Regions from separate parts of the Sus scrofa genome. Here region 1 is linked to region 2. A link is a contact called in public HiChIP or PLAC-seq data. All regions are on one chromosome and are shown on one strand. The core of a region is the stretch at or near the end of the contact, and the rest is flanking DNA. Distances in the headings are between cores, read along the strand shown. Region 1 holds the start of TBKBP1 (TANK-binding kinase 1-binding protein 1). Region 2 holds the start of KPNB1 (importin subunit beta-1).

Region 1 (7,079 bases), core at 4,002-6,501, 37 kb before region 2:
GGGGCAGGGGCAGGCGGGGGGCTCAGGCTGGGGAAGGCTGTGTCCCGGACGCCTTGCTGCTGCCGCAGCTGCTGCTCCAATCCACAGATCTGCCGCAGGTGGGTCTCCACCAGAGCCCGCTATGTGGGGAGACAAAGGGGTGAGGGTCTGCACCAGGCTGTGTGCCCCCCCAACCTAGGGCTTCCCCATGTCAGAGTATCCATCACCCCTCTAAATGGAGCAGAGGCCCAGGTCACACATGCCAACTCCCCTCTCCAAGTGGCCGTGAGTGCGAGGTCTCCTGGCCCAGCAACTGCAATGCAGATGTTTCTGGCTACTGCCCCTTGCAAGGTCAGAGTTAATGCCTCTTCTCTGCCACTAACACGCAGAGACACTAACAAGAACACTCAGCCCCCTGTGCAGGCACAGCCACCCCTTCAGGAGCACATAACTTCTATCTGCGTACATGGCTGCTCCACCCTGGGATTCATCTGCCTCAGCTCTACCATGAGGACGACCACACCTACCTCTCAGGTGGGGTCATTACGAGGATTAAATTCAGAAAATGTATCTCAAGACCCACAGTCATGCCTGGCACACATTCAGTGCCGTGGAAGTGTTTGTTAAAACACAGCATTTACAAATGGCCCACAACAGCTCAGCAAGGCTGGGGTTTTTTTTTTTTTTTTTCTCTTCTGTCTTTTTGTCTTTTCTAGGGCCATACCCACGGCATATGGAGGTTCCCAGGCTAGGGGTCCAATCGGAGCTGTAGCCAGAGCCACAGCAACGTGGGATCCGAGCCATGTCTGCGACCTACACCACAGCTCACGGCAACGCCGGATCCCCAACCCACTGGGCGAGGCCAGGGATCGAACTCGCAACCTCATGGTTCCTAGTCAGGTTCGTGAACTACTGAGCCACAACGGGAACTCCAAGGTTGTTATTATTTGCCCCACTTTTCAGAGGCAGGACAGAAGCTAAGTGACTTGCCCCAGCAATCATGGCTAGGAGTCAGCAAGGGACGCTGTCTCTTGATTCTGACACCTGCCCACCTGCTCACATGCACGGCCATACCCTGACACAGGATCACATCCAGGCCCAGGTCCATCCCAGCAGCCACAAACACTTCTGGTCACCTCTGCCCTTACCTACACAGCTTTCCCGCACAGTGCCATAGGTACAGGGTCAACTCAGAGTGAGACCCAAATGAACACACAGAAATACAATGTTCTACAGGGCCACTTACCCAGTCACCTCCTGTCACTACATGGCCAGGAGGTACACAGAGTCATTCACAACCTGTATGACACACCCAACCCCACTGACAAGGCCAAACGGGCACTCATACACAAGGACACAGCCAGGCGCATACCACAAGCACACAATCACACAACCAGGGCCACCCCCTCAAGTGCCCTGGTTTTCTGGACCTCACCATCTCCCCCAGCTCCGTCTCCAGGTCACTCTTCTCCACGCAGAGCTTCTCGTAAGCCTGGATCATCTCCCCGAGCTGTTCTTCCTGCTCCTTATTCTTCTGCAACTGGATGGGGCCCACAGGGGATGGGGTGCAGCCACAGTCAGGCTCGTCTTTTTTTTCTTTTTAGGACCGCACCCATAGCATGTGGAAGTTCCCAGGCTAAGGGGCCAATCGGAGCTACAGCTGCCAGCCTATGCCACAGCCACAGCATCTCATGGCAACGCCGGATCCCTAATTCACTGAGAGAGGCCAGAGATTGAACCCACATCCTCTTGGATACTTGTCCTGTTTGTTTCCGCTGCGCCACAACAGGAACTCCCAGGCCCATCTTGACTTGGGGGTAGAGCAGCACCCTGTGCCTCCCACCTCTATTCCCAGCACCCAGTGGAGGGGCAGGAGGAGCCGCAGCTGGTTCTAGGGAGGACCATGGCCATCTCTGATCAAGGCGACAGAAGGCCAGAGGATGTGGGGTGGAGGGTAGTGGAAAGTGATTGGAGCAAAGAGCTCAAGGAGGGCTCACCTCGCGCTGGAATTGGTTGAGCCGTTGCTGCAGGCTGACTTTCTCCACCTCCAGCAGGGAGCCATCCTTGATTTCATACAGAGAGAAGCCGTGCTCCTCGCCAAAGTCATTGATCAGCGGGTACTGTGGGTAAGGCAGGCCCCCAGGAGGGCTTCAGCCTCACTGCACTCCCATCCCATGACCGGCCTCAGCATCCTCGCCTCTCCCCCCCCAACTCCAGTGGGATCTGTACATCCCAATTCCCACTGCCTTTTAGGCGCTGCCCACCAACCAGGTTTTTTTGTTTTTGTTTTTTGTTTTTTTCTTTTTAGGGCAGCACCTGCAGCATATGGAAGTTCCCAGGCTAAGGGTCAAATCCCAGCCATAGCTGCCGCCCTCTGCCACTGCCACAGCCACACCAGATCCGGGCTACGTCTGCGAGCTATACCACAGCTCACAGCGACACAGGATCCTTAACCCCCTGAGCGAGGCCAGCAATCAAACCCATGTCCTCATGGATACTAGTCAGATTCATCACCACTGAGGCGTGATGGGAACTCCCAGATCTTTTTTATTTTTCCTTTTTAAGGTTTTTAAAAAATTTATTGTTTTTTTAATGGCCTCACCCGAAGCATAAGAAAGTTCCTGGGCCGGGAATCGATCCCGAGCCAGAGCAGCAACCTGAGTTGCTGCAGTGACAATGCCGGATCCTTAACCCACTGCACCACAAGGGAACTCCCAACCAGACCTTTTTTAGACCCAAGATCCAAAGCAGATCCTTCCCAATCCCTTCCTGATTGGTGCTGGGCTCTCCAGAGCGGCTACATCCCTCATGAGGGACCCTCAAGTTCCCAAGGGTCCGTACCCTGGCCTCTCTTTTGGATCCTGGGAATCTCTGCTGGATCCCCAGTTCCCACCGCCCAACAGTGCCCTCCCCTATCACACACACAGCCAGACCCCGTCATCTCCAAGTTCTGACCTTGATCTCGTAGACTTTGAGGCGGCGGCGGAGAGTGGCATTCTCCCTCTCCAGGCCCCCCAGCCGCTCCTTGATGTCTCCGTAGGCTGTGATCAGGGCAAAGTGGGAGGCGGAGCACATGTCCCCCCCCAGCGAGGGGTCTCCAGGGGCATCCAGCCACACCTCACTGGGCCCCAGGGCCTCCTGGGTCAGGATGCTGATGTCATCCTCAAACATGGACTCCATGGCAAGGGTCTGGGCAGCAGCCCACCCTGGGCCTCCTGGGAGAGCAGGAGCAACGGTGGAGAGGGTGGCCCAGAGGTTGTCCCTGACAGCCCTTGTCCTGGCCCGAGGAGCCCTGTGGCCAGCTGAGATGCAGCCTGCTCCTGCCCCTGGGTCTCAAAGCCCCCTCCCAGGCTGCTAAGCCTCATCTTCTCTGTCGCCTTTAGGGGAAGAGGCTGGGACCAGGAGTGGGTGAGTGACAAGCAGAGACAAACAAGGCCAGGAGCAGGGAAGGGCTCCTTCCGGAACCGCGGGAGACCTGTGGACGGGAGAGGGTTGCCTTCCCAGCACAGGGGGCCCAGCTGGGGCCCGCTTAGACTCACTCCTCAGCCCCTTCTCCACCCCAGGCCGCACTTCCCCAAATACCTCTCTGCCAAGCTCCTCATGTCAGGCCTCTGGCAACCCTGGCTCCTCCCTAAGGAAGGCCCAGCGCTTCTGGGAGGGTCAGTCCCACCAGCACATCCTCTGCTGGGCCCCCGCCCAAGTTCCCAGCTTCCTCCGGTAGGATCCCAGAGTTCAGGAAAAGGAAGTGCCTCCCCCACTCGCATGAAGCAGGGTGGTGGTGTATGTGGCAACCCTCCAGGCCCTCCTCACCCTTGACTTGGGACCCACAGGAAGGCCTCGGCTTGAGTGTCGTGTCCGAGGGGTGTCTGAGGGAACCCAGTGGGGAAGGGGGTTCTGGGAGAGGGCCTGGCACAGGTGAAGAGGAATGACAAAAAATTCCTAAGCCTGGCCTGTGTGCCTGCACAGAGGGAAATGGGGAGCCCTGGGAGGGGGCAGGAATGACTCAGGGCTCCCGAAAGAGTAGGCGAGGGGGTGCGTGTGTACTTCTTCTGGCCCTGTTTATGAATGTGTGTCTGTGGTTGGCATGTGTGGGGGGAGTGTGTGCGTCTGTGAATGAGTGTAGGTGTGTCACAGTCAATGAGTGCCTTAGCGGGGCTTCGGGTGGGGGTCGGATGGAGTGGGGAAGTGGCCAGGAGGCCGTGAGTGTTTGTGTGTGCGAGTGTGTGCACGCGTGCGTGAGCGTGTGTGAAGGGTGGGCACGTTCGGGGCCGTGTGTCACGTGAGGCACTATGGGAATGTCCGAGGTGTGTGCGCGCGCGCCGGAGCGTGTGTGCGAGTTAGGAGAGGGGGCTCCCGAGGTGTGAGTTGAGGCCGTGGGGTCTGCGACCCCCAAAGCCTGGCAGCAGGAGCCTGGGATGGGGAGGGTTCAGGCCCAGGCTCCAACACCGCCCCTCATGAAGTGCCAGGGGAACGCCTGTGACCGGGTCTGAGCGAGGAGTGTGTGCGCGTGTTTGTGGGGCTGGCCCCACCTTTAACCCTCTCCTCCCCAGGCCCATCCTCTCTCCCCCAACTCCGCTCGCCAGCGCTCACCACACCCCCGGACCCCCGCGGCCCGCCACCTTGGGCCCAATCCCACTAGCAGGGGTTCTGCCCCCAGGGCTGCCCCGACCCGCGTTTGCTTCCTCCGCATTCTCGCCTCTGCCCAGCGGCCCCGCGCCAGAGCGACGGCAGGCGGGTGGGGAGGGGGGTGCCTCCTCGGGGCCCCCGGACCCCTTCTGCGGCCCCTTTAAGAGCCGCCCTTTAAACCCCTTTAGCTCGGCGGACAGAAATTGTCGCCCCTCCCCTCTCGGGGGCCGAGACCAGGCAGCCCCCTCCCCCACCGCTGCCGGCCTCGCCCCGGGCCCCCCGGTCCGCTGTCCCCGCGCCGGGGAAGGGGCTCCAGAGGCGGCGCGGCCTGAGGAGCGGCGGAGAGGGGGGAAAGGGGGATTGCGGGCGGCCGACGCCGGACCCTTCCCCTCCCTGCCACCCTGAGCCAACTGCAGGCCAACCTCCCGCCCCCTCCTCCTGCCCACCCCGCGACCCCCGGGGCCGGCCCTGGGCACCGCTCCCCTCCCCCCCGCCCTGCCCTGCCGGGACTTACAGCTGCTGCTGGTTCCTGCTGGTAATCGCAGCTTACCCCCTCCGCCTGCTCCCTCCCCAGACGGGCACCGGTGCCCCCACCCCCCTGGCACCGCGCTCTGCTCTCGCCCTGTCGCCGCCGCCGGGTCTCTCCCCACCCCCCACCCCTCCCCCCAACCCCCCTCCCTCGCTCCCGCCCCGCTCCTCCTCCGCCGCCGCCGCCGCCGCCGCCGCCGCCTCCTCCTCCTCCCCGGCTGCTCCGGGTTTCTCCGGCTGGGAAGGCGCCCCCGACCCCGCCGCGGCCACCACCACGTGGCAAGGGGCGGCCGGCCCCCGCGGTGCGGTTTGGCCTGGCAGCGCGCCCGGCGCCCACCGGCTCCCTGCCGAGCGGCCCGCGCTCCGCGCCCCCTCCCCGACGCCTCCCATCGCAGTGTGGCGTGGCGGAGTGTGTGGGGGTGTCCGTGGACCGCGCAGGGGCTCAGGTGATGCTTTGGGATTTGCTTTGGGGCTGTATATTTTGGGGGAAAGGGAGGCTCTTTATTTGGATTGTTTTGGTCTTTGCTCTTTTGAGAAGAAAAATATTAGACTGATTCTTCATTGCTCTTGGGGGAGGGGGCATTGCTCTGATAATAAATACACTGGCCATAGGGTCCAGTCGGAGTGATTGGAGTTAAATCAGTAACTTCTTCGGAAGTGAGAATGAACTAAGTGGATTAAGGTTCATTTAGGAAGGGGGACAGCTTTCCTCTGTCGCACACACAGTCCCCTCCCCCAACACACAGAAGCACCCACAGGCCAGCGAAATGAACAAACAACAGATTTCACCCTTTCCACAAAGATTATTTGAGCACCTGCCAAACTGCTGGGCAGGAGTCACAAGTTTTTGCCACTTTCCCACTGTGTGACCTTGGGCAAGTTACCTAACCTCTCTGAATTAAATTGGAGATAATTCCTGACCTGGACAACTATGGGAGAGAAAAGGGGATCAGAAATAAAGGTGCTCCATGAATCCTTAGGGGGTGTTAGTGGTTATCCTCTGTATCCTCTGATGGATTAAAAAAAATGTGGGCAGAAGTATGGTCAGCCTGGTTGCAGTTAGGGAATGATCAGAGGACTCTGGCTAACCCCTGACCAGCCAACCCTGGAAGCAGGGTGTGTATGGGCTAAGCAGGGGGCTCAGCATTTAGCTCGAAGCCTCCCATCTGGACAGATGGTACAGGCTGCTGGGAACCTGAGCCTACTTTTTTGGATCCTGGGGAGGGGGGTGGTGCATCTGGAGGGGTCAAGAGAAAAGGTTTCTTAGTTGCTTTGAGCTTTGAGAGCAGCAGCTGCTGCCATCTTGCCCCACTACAGGGAGAAGACTGGACTGAAAGGTGAGCTCTGCCACCCAGGAGAGTCAGCAGGGGCTGTGTACTCTTTCTCTTCAAAGAAAGGGATTCTCCTTGGCTCCCTTCCTCCTCCTCCTTCTGGGTTCCCTTCTAGTCTCTCCTGCTAACTCCTGCTCCCTTTTACAGTCCAGAATGCCAGCTTTCTCTGAACCGTGCGAGACAACCTGCCTCTAGATAGGAAGGCTAGCTGGCTGGGTCACCTGTCACCCCACTAATCCTGAGGGCTAGGCAGGTGTCATCTCCCTTAAGGCTGCACAGGTTCTCTTCCAGAACTCTTAGAAGACCAGGCAAAAGATTGGAGGCTGGGCTTAAAGGTGTGGGGTTATCTCTGGGGCCTCAATAAGTGTGGACTTGGCCACCAACTGGACCTGAAACTGCTGGCAAGCTTTCCCTCCCTGGAAAGGGTACTGGGTCCAGGTACTGTCTGACCACATACGCTGTGGGATGAGTTGTCAGCCTCTAATGCTGCTGGGCTGCTCAGGGGTACAGGCCTGAGTCACCAGGCAAGGCCCAATGACTTATCCTGGAGTATAGGCAGTTGGTGGCAAAACCCCAACAGAGGCTATGCCTGGTTCAGGTGCCCCCTAAATATCT
Region 2 (7,024 bases), core at 1,656-4,155:
ACCTGACTGTTTCCTGGATTTGCCAGCACTCTGGACAGTTCCACAAGGAAAGTGGGCTGTTATGAGAAGACGTGAAAGAAGACTGTCTCTTAGGAATTTCACCGATGGAAGAAAGCATCGAAACAATGGGGAAAACCTCAAGTTTTTAAGGACACATTATAATGTCTCATAAAATGTCAAAATATCTACTTCAAGACTCCTATAAAAATGTTACTTAGTACATAGGGACGTCATCCTCCTTCTCACACAGATTCAGCATTAAACACGGAGTTACAGGTTCTCCTATTAACATCATTCTGAGTGCCAAATCTTCACATTAAATTCCACAGAATTAAAGCAAGTTGGCAATCTGGTGGTCAGAAGACTCTTCTATGTATCTAGAACAGTACTTGGTACTCCGTAAATTATTTTTGTTACATAAATATGTTATAACAGAGTAGAAAAAATTGTTTTAGATTAAAAACATCTTAACCCAAAAAGAATGATACTCAGGGGGGCTTGGGATCTCATGGAAGCAGGTAATCTTATCGAAGAGAGAAAAGTACTTCAAAACTTTAAAACACAGGCTTAGGAGGCTAGCTGTCTCTATTTTATAGTGTCTCAGCAAGAGACTAATAATGAAAAAAAAATTACAAGGAAAATGTGCTAACAAATATTTAGAAATAGGGAGCAACTGAGAAAATAAAAATGTCAAGGAAAATAATTTTATGTTTACTAGTCAACAGTTAAAACACTAAAGGTTACTATTCGTTTTGGTTCTCAGTTGTTCACCAAACACAGTGGATTCTTGAAAATAATAGTCAATCTTTCGTACTGCACAGGCCCCCAAAACTACTATTTTTGTTTAAAATGTTTAACACACATTCTTCTTCCCCACAAAAAGCTCTCTCCAATGGAAAAGCTAACAGGAAAAACCAAAAGCAGATAGTTTCTTACCACTAACAAGTTCTGCAGTTACAGCGGAAGATAATTCTTAAGTTTTATTAATTAGGTACCACTAAAGAATGTTAAGAATGATGGGAATAAGATAAAATGCTAGGAATAAGATGAAAGCCGTCTTACTTTAGCAAAAGCAGAAACAGGAATACACATTAAACGGAAATATGGGTCTATGCTAGTAGATAAAAATCTTTTCTATGGAAAGCTAAGTATAAAAAGGTTGATGGTAAAAACCAGAACGTGTAAGGGGGAAAAAAAAATCCAAGACAATTCAAAGGCAGTTTGTAGAAAATAAAAAAACGCCTTGTCACTTTTTTTTTTGGCTTGCCTAGATAACACAAAAGAACACATTTGGTTACAGTGTTATTTAGATCTATTACCTATTACCTTTAAGAGACGTATTATCCACCGTTCTCTTTGCTCCCCACCCCCCAACAGGAGGAGGGAATCCAAGGAGAAATATTACTGGCACATAGGCTGTTTCAGTCAATCCATCTCTCGATTTTATACAGAGGTCCAGTCTCTAGTGGACTTAACACTCATTTTTTTTCTGTACCCCCTAAATTTGAAACCATGAAAAACGAGGAACTTTCCTCTATGATTTCCTCTGGAAACAGGCCCGATCTCAAGGATAAGCCTCAGCCTGTTATCTGGGTGCAGATGAAGTCTCTATTGATCGGGGCCGGGGGAAAAAATTCCCCTGGAGAGGAATAACCCGTCAAGAAAGGGAAAAACATTGCCGGAATGGGTAAAAAGGGATTTGGGTGCAGGCCTGGCCAGGAGCACAGACCAAGGGAGAAGGGAATGGGTAGGGCTCTGGGAAGTAGGTGGAGAGAATCATAGGGGTCACAGGACAGGAAGGAGGAGGAGGCCGGGGTCCGAACTGGACGGGCAGCGGGGCTCGGAGCTTCCACATGGCCCCTAGGCCCGGCTCCCCCACCCCCACCCTTGCTGAACACGCAGCGCCGCGCAACCTAACTTCCCTTCCCTCGCTCTTTCTCCCTCCTGCTGCACCGCCGCCCTCAGGCCGCGCGGCGATTGGGCGGCAGTCACCCCGGCGCGCCGCGCCATTGGCCAGGTGCCGGGGCCCGGGGCGGGACACACCCACCGGCTTCCCGACGGAGGGGTTAGGTTGGACCGGGGGAGGGGGAGGGGGACGGGATGGGGCGGGGTGGGTTCCCGAGGCCTGGGCCTCCAGGAGGGCGGGAAGGCCCGCACGCAGGGGATGGGGAGACGGGCGGGATGGGGGACGGCGGGGTGGCACGCACCAGGTTCTCCACGGCCGCACGCTCCAGGAACTTCTGCGCCGCTTCCAGTTCCAGCCGATCTGGGGGGAAGGAAAGTGGGAAAAGGGACAGGTCAGAGGGGCCAGGGCTTCCCCTCCCCCCACCCAATCACCTCAGCCCGACCCCCGGCCCCCGCGTCCTACCGGGAGACACGGTCTTCTCGAGGATGGTGATCAGCTCCATGGCGGAGGTGGTGGCGGCGACTCCTCTTAAGACTGCTGTCCGGCCTCTCGGGCGGCGGCTCCAACTGGGGATGGGGGTTGGGGGTCGGGTGGGAAGGGAGGGTGGGGTGGGGGGCGGGGGTCACCACAATCCCATTCACTGGCTCCCTCTTGGTAGTCGCTCCAGCTCCCTTTCCTTCCTCCTTTCCTTCCTTCCTCCCTCCTAATTTGCTGCTGGCGGCGGCAGCAGCTGCTCCTCTGGCGGCGGGGGAGGGACCCCGGGGGCAGCTTTGAGCGCGGCTGGTGCTCGGGTGGCGGAGGGAGAAAGAAGGGAAGGGAGGCGGTAAGTGAACGGCGGCTCGCAGGGAGGGAGAGAGAGGGAGGGAGGAAGGCGGAGGGATATTCGGGCCGGACCTCTCCGCGGCGGCACCGCGCTCCATGTCGATTGGCCACTGCCGTGGCCACGCGGAATCCCCAATTGGCCAGGCGGTTAGCATTGAAGGGCCGCCCTGCGCCCATTCGCCGGCTGGTTTCAAGGCCCGGGTTGGCTGGGCGGGCAGTGGGATGGAGCGCGTGGATTGGCCGAGGGGAGGGAGGTTGGGGTGGGGCAGGCCAGAGCCGGCCGCTGATTGGGTTGGCCTGGTAAAGGCCTTCAGCTCAGGCCGGCTGGGCGCCGAGAGGAGGGTGGACCGAAGGTAAGACTGTAGGCCCGCGTGATTGGCTGGGCTATTAGACGTTGATAGGATAGGGCACCCGGGAGAACTGGGGAGAAGAGTTCGGGGTCGGGGCCGCGGAAAGGCGGGAGGTGCCCCACTGCTTTAGAAGCCCAGCGCGGGGCACGATGGGACGCCCCCGGGAAGGGGCGGAGCCGTGTCCGGGTTGAGGTTGGGAAGCGCCGTCACTCGGAGGGGCGTGTTAAAGAGGGTTTCGCGGGCTCGAGCGGGGGAGGGGGGACCGTTAAAACTGCACCGCACCCACAGGAAGCTGCTTTAATGGCTAGGCCTACTTGGTACCAGACTCTTGGTTGGGAAGGACCTTGAAGACCATGCCGTTCAACTTCCAGTTTGCAGATGTGGAAACTGAAGGCCAGAGAGGGTATGCGACTTGTCCAAGGTTACTCAGCCAGTTAGTGGCCTGGTTGGGACTGGACTCAAGCACTCCAGACTACCGTGGCTTTTACACGCAGCACCTCCAAGGGGGTGAATGCAAAAGCAGTCCCTTTGGACATATGTATAGTTTGAGGCCTGTGCTGTTGTGAGACGTAACACGTGGGGTGGACACTTGGATTCCCCTTAAACCCTCATCCATAAGCTCTCGGGTACTTGAAGGAATAGAAATGTTTCACCCTGGAAGGTACCTTTTCTATAAAGGCACAACCGTGTACCAGAGAAAATGTGTGTACAGCCCTAAAAGATCGCCTTTTTTTAGTTATAAGCCCTGAGACAAACTAATGAAAGCCTTTCCTTAGCAAAATGTGCATACAATTTCTGGACTTCCCTTTAGATTGGGAATGGGCTCCAGGTGAAGAAGTTGCTGAATGGTTACATTTTCACCATATTGACCTAGGGTTAATAGAATGTAGCTAGCTGACAGATCTCTTCTCTGCATTAGCTCGAGCTTCTGAAATAATTGCCCTACTCTAGCCATACTGGGAAAACCTAAGAGCAACTCTGGCCTTGCTGTGAAGTTCCAACTAAAAATTAGGAAAGGCTGGCCAGCTACCTTTAATCCTTGAAAGAAAAGAAAAGAAAAAAAGACATTTTTCTCTATCAGAAATATCTGAGTTCTGGAGTTCCCGTCGTGGTGCAGAGGTTAACGAATCCGACTAGGAACCATGAGGTTGCGGGTTCGGTCCCTGCCCTTGCTCAGTGGGTTAAGGATCCGGCGTTGCCGTGAGCTGTGGTGTAGGTTGCAGACGCGGCTCGGATCCCGCGTTGCTGTGGCTCTGGCATAGGCCAGTGGCTACAGCTCCGATTAGACCCCTAGCTTGGGAACCTCCATATGCCGCGGGAGCGGCCCAAAGAAATAACAAAAAGCCAAAAAAAAAAAAAAGAAATATCTGAGTTCTGAAGCTGCAAGTGTGGGGACACTATTCCTTGCTCGTCCTGTGCCTGCTTGATTTCCCATGACTTAGCTGTCCTCCAAACCTCAGCCTTTTGCTTCACCTTTCAGCTGAGGAAGAACTGCCCTCTGTGTGTGATTTTATTACGAATCAACCAAGTTTAAGTGAGATGACATTCTTGAAAATCTCTGAATTGCCTTGATGAGGATTTCCCATACTACAAATGCTCCACAGTTCTGTTTCACTCCAAGACAGCTTTCTCCTGTCCTCTTACCAATTTGTTGAGCTACCTCCTCTGCTCACCATCAGTCATGATACTACCATTGATGGCAAGTGGATTTTTAAAGTAGCTGGAATAGGAGTCCGCACTGTGGCTCATCGAGTTATGAACCTGACCAGCATGCATGAGGATGCACCTTTGATCCCTGGCCTCACTCAGTGGGTTAAGGATCCGGTGTTCCTGTGAGCTGTGGTGTAGGTAGCAGACGCGGCTCAGATCCCATGTGGCTGTGGTGTAGGCTGGCAGCTGCAGCTCCAATTCGACCTCTAGCCTGGGATCTTACACATGCCTCAGGTGCTGCCCTTAAAAAAAAAAAAAAAAAAGTGGTTGGAATAAAATGCTGGGAAGTAAATGTTTTGCAGCAAAGTTCCAGTCAAACGTTAAGATCCTTACCACAACCCAACTGAATTGATGTTTTAGTTGAACTAAGGAGGGTGCTATCTAGTCCCTATCAGAAGCACTCAACATTGTCCTGCTCTCAGCAATTGCTGCTGAGGCGCTGTAATGTGTTTAGCACTCAGAATCCAGAAACTGACTGCCTGAGTTCATAACCCAATTCTTCCACTTCTTAGCTTGTATGATTTACTATAAGTAAAATGGGGCTAATAATTGTACCTGCCTCATATGGAGCTTTTGGGAGGTCTTAGTGACTTTATACATGTTAAGTGTGCCAAACACCTGGCGTATTGCATATGTTATGTGTACATAGGCTATTATCTGCTTAGCATCTATTTTGTACTAAGCGAGTGGTTCTTGATCCTTGGCCTGTTAGAGAAGAAAGACTTTAATCAATCTCACAAACACATGTAAAGTTGTAAAAGTGAGAGATGCCAAAGAATGACCTAGCTTGGGGGCTCAGGAAATGTGTACCTGAGAAAGGGAAGAGAGTTATTCAGGTGAAGGGGGGATGAGCAGGTACAAAGGTCCTGTGGTGGGAGAGAGTTTGGGGATTATGAGGAGCCACAAGAAGGCCAGCACCCCCGCAACAGAACAAGGGGTTAGGATCAAGCTAGAGTGTTGAGTAAGGGAAAAACCCATATGAGACCCTTGCATGCTTTTGTCTGTGCTCTAAGACCAAAGGCAGCTATTCAAAAGTTTAAAAAAGGTTGGTGTTCGTAATGTGGAGATTAGACTGGAAAGAGGGAAGAGCTGATGCAAGGAGACTGGTTAGGAGGCCATTGCAATAATCCAGATATGAGGAGTTCCCTGCGTGGCAGTGGAAACGAATCCAACTAGGAACTACAAGGTTGCGGGCTTAATCCCTGGCCTCGATCAGTGGGTTAAGGATCCAGTGTTGCCGTGAGCTGTGCTGTAGGTCACAGACGTGGCTCAGATCCTGGGTTGCAGTGGCGTAGGCCAGCAGCTGCAGTTCTGATTTCTCTAGCCTGGGAACAGAACAGCCATGGGTGCAGCCCTAAAAAGAAGAAGAAAGAAAGAAAAAAGAAAGTGAAATTAAAGAGAGACACTGGGTTTCAGTCCTACTCTACCACTTCTGCTGTCTGATCCTGAATAAGTTACTTAACCTCTTAGATCTGTGAAATGGGTGAATCTCTGCCATTGGTTGGTCTGATCATAAATGGGAGCCTTTCTGTGAGGTGCTTGGTGCAAGTATCTTGTGCTGGGAGAAGCTCACTGCTCTCTGTTAAACAAGTGACTTCGTGAATGGATGAGATCAGCTGGCATTCCATAGCTCAGTCCCCTCACTAAGTCTTGTGCTTATGTGTAAGAAGACCAGCTGCAAGGGGAGAAGCAGTCAGACTATGACCCGATGCCTTTTCCTCTTGGGCAAAGCTGGCTGACCTGAGAGGGGCACATGCAGCACATAAAGCTTATGGGCCGTGGGAAGTGACTGTCTAGCTTTGTTAAAGGCACTTTATAACTTTGTCCTTTTTTCCAGTGTTATCCGCATTAGCACCCATGGTCCCATTGCCCAATCAAGCCAGCCGTATCCCTGCTCCTGCATAAGTATTCGGCTCTATCCTAAGCCTGTCCCCTGCCAAGAGTTCCCTGCTTGCCCCCCTCAGTGTTTCAAGTCATGCACAAATTTGTCCCTTCATTCTTTTTAATTTGTTTATTCAACCACATGAATTTATTAGATGTACACCCACCTCATGTTATTTCAGGTATAACATAAATCCCTGTGTGAGCAAGTCCATAAGAAATGTACAAACCAGGAGTTCCCGTCGTGGCGCAGTGGTTAACGAATCCGACTAGGAACCATGAGGTTTCGGGTTCGGTCCCTGCCCTTGCTCAGTGGGTTAAGGATCCGGCGTTGCCGTGAGCTGTGGTATAGGTT

The links. HiChIP or PLAC-seq counts read pairs in DNA pulled down with a chosen protein or histone mark.
Region 1: a contact with region 2 is called in an H3K27ac HiChIP or PLAC-seq map of alveolar macrophages. The contact joins the promoter of TBKBP1 here to the promoter of KPNB1 in region 2. A contact is called at or near these places in 1 of 5 promoter capture datasets (liver), 2 of 47 Hi-C or Micro-C datasets (embryonic fibroblasts and epiblast stem cells) and 1 of 2 datasets of contacts at active chromatin or transcription factors (alveolar macrophages).

The regions. Positions count from the first base shown.
Region 1 is chr12:23,951,138-23,958,216 of Sscrofa11.1, reverse strand. It overlaps TBKBP1 (TANK-binding kinase 1-binding protein 1), which reads right to left and starts at 5,251. Exons shown (of 10, transcript XM_021067080.1): 1 at 5,120-5,251; 2 at 2,935-3,454; 3 at 1,977-2,099; 4 at 1,415-1,519; 5 at 1-119. The coding sequence starts at 3,159.
Region 2 is chr12:23,911,664-23,918,687 of Sscrofa11.1, reverse strand. KPNB1 (importin subunit beta-1) reads right to left here and starts at 2,905. Exons shown (of 22, transcript XM_003131528.6): 1 at 2,369-2,905; 2 at 2,208-2,266; 3 at 1-56. The coding sequence starts at 2,408.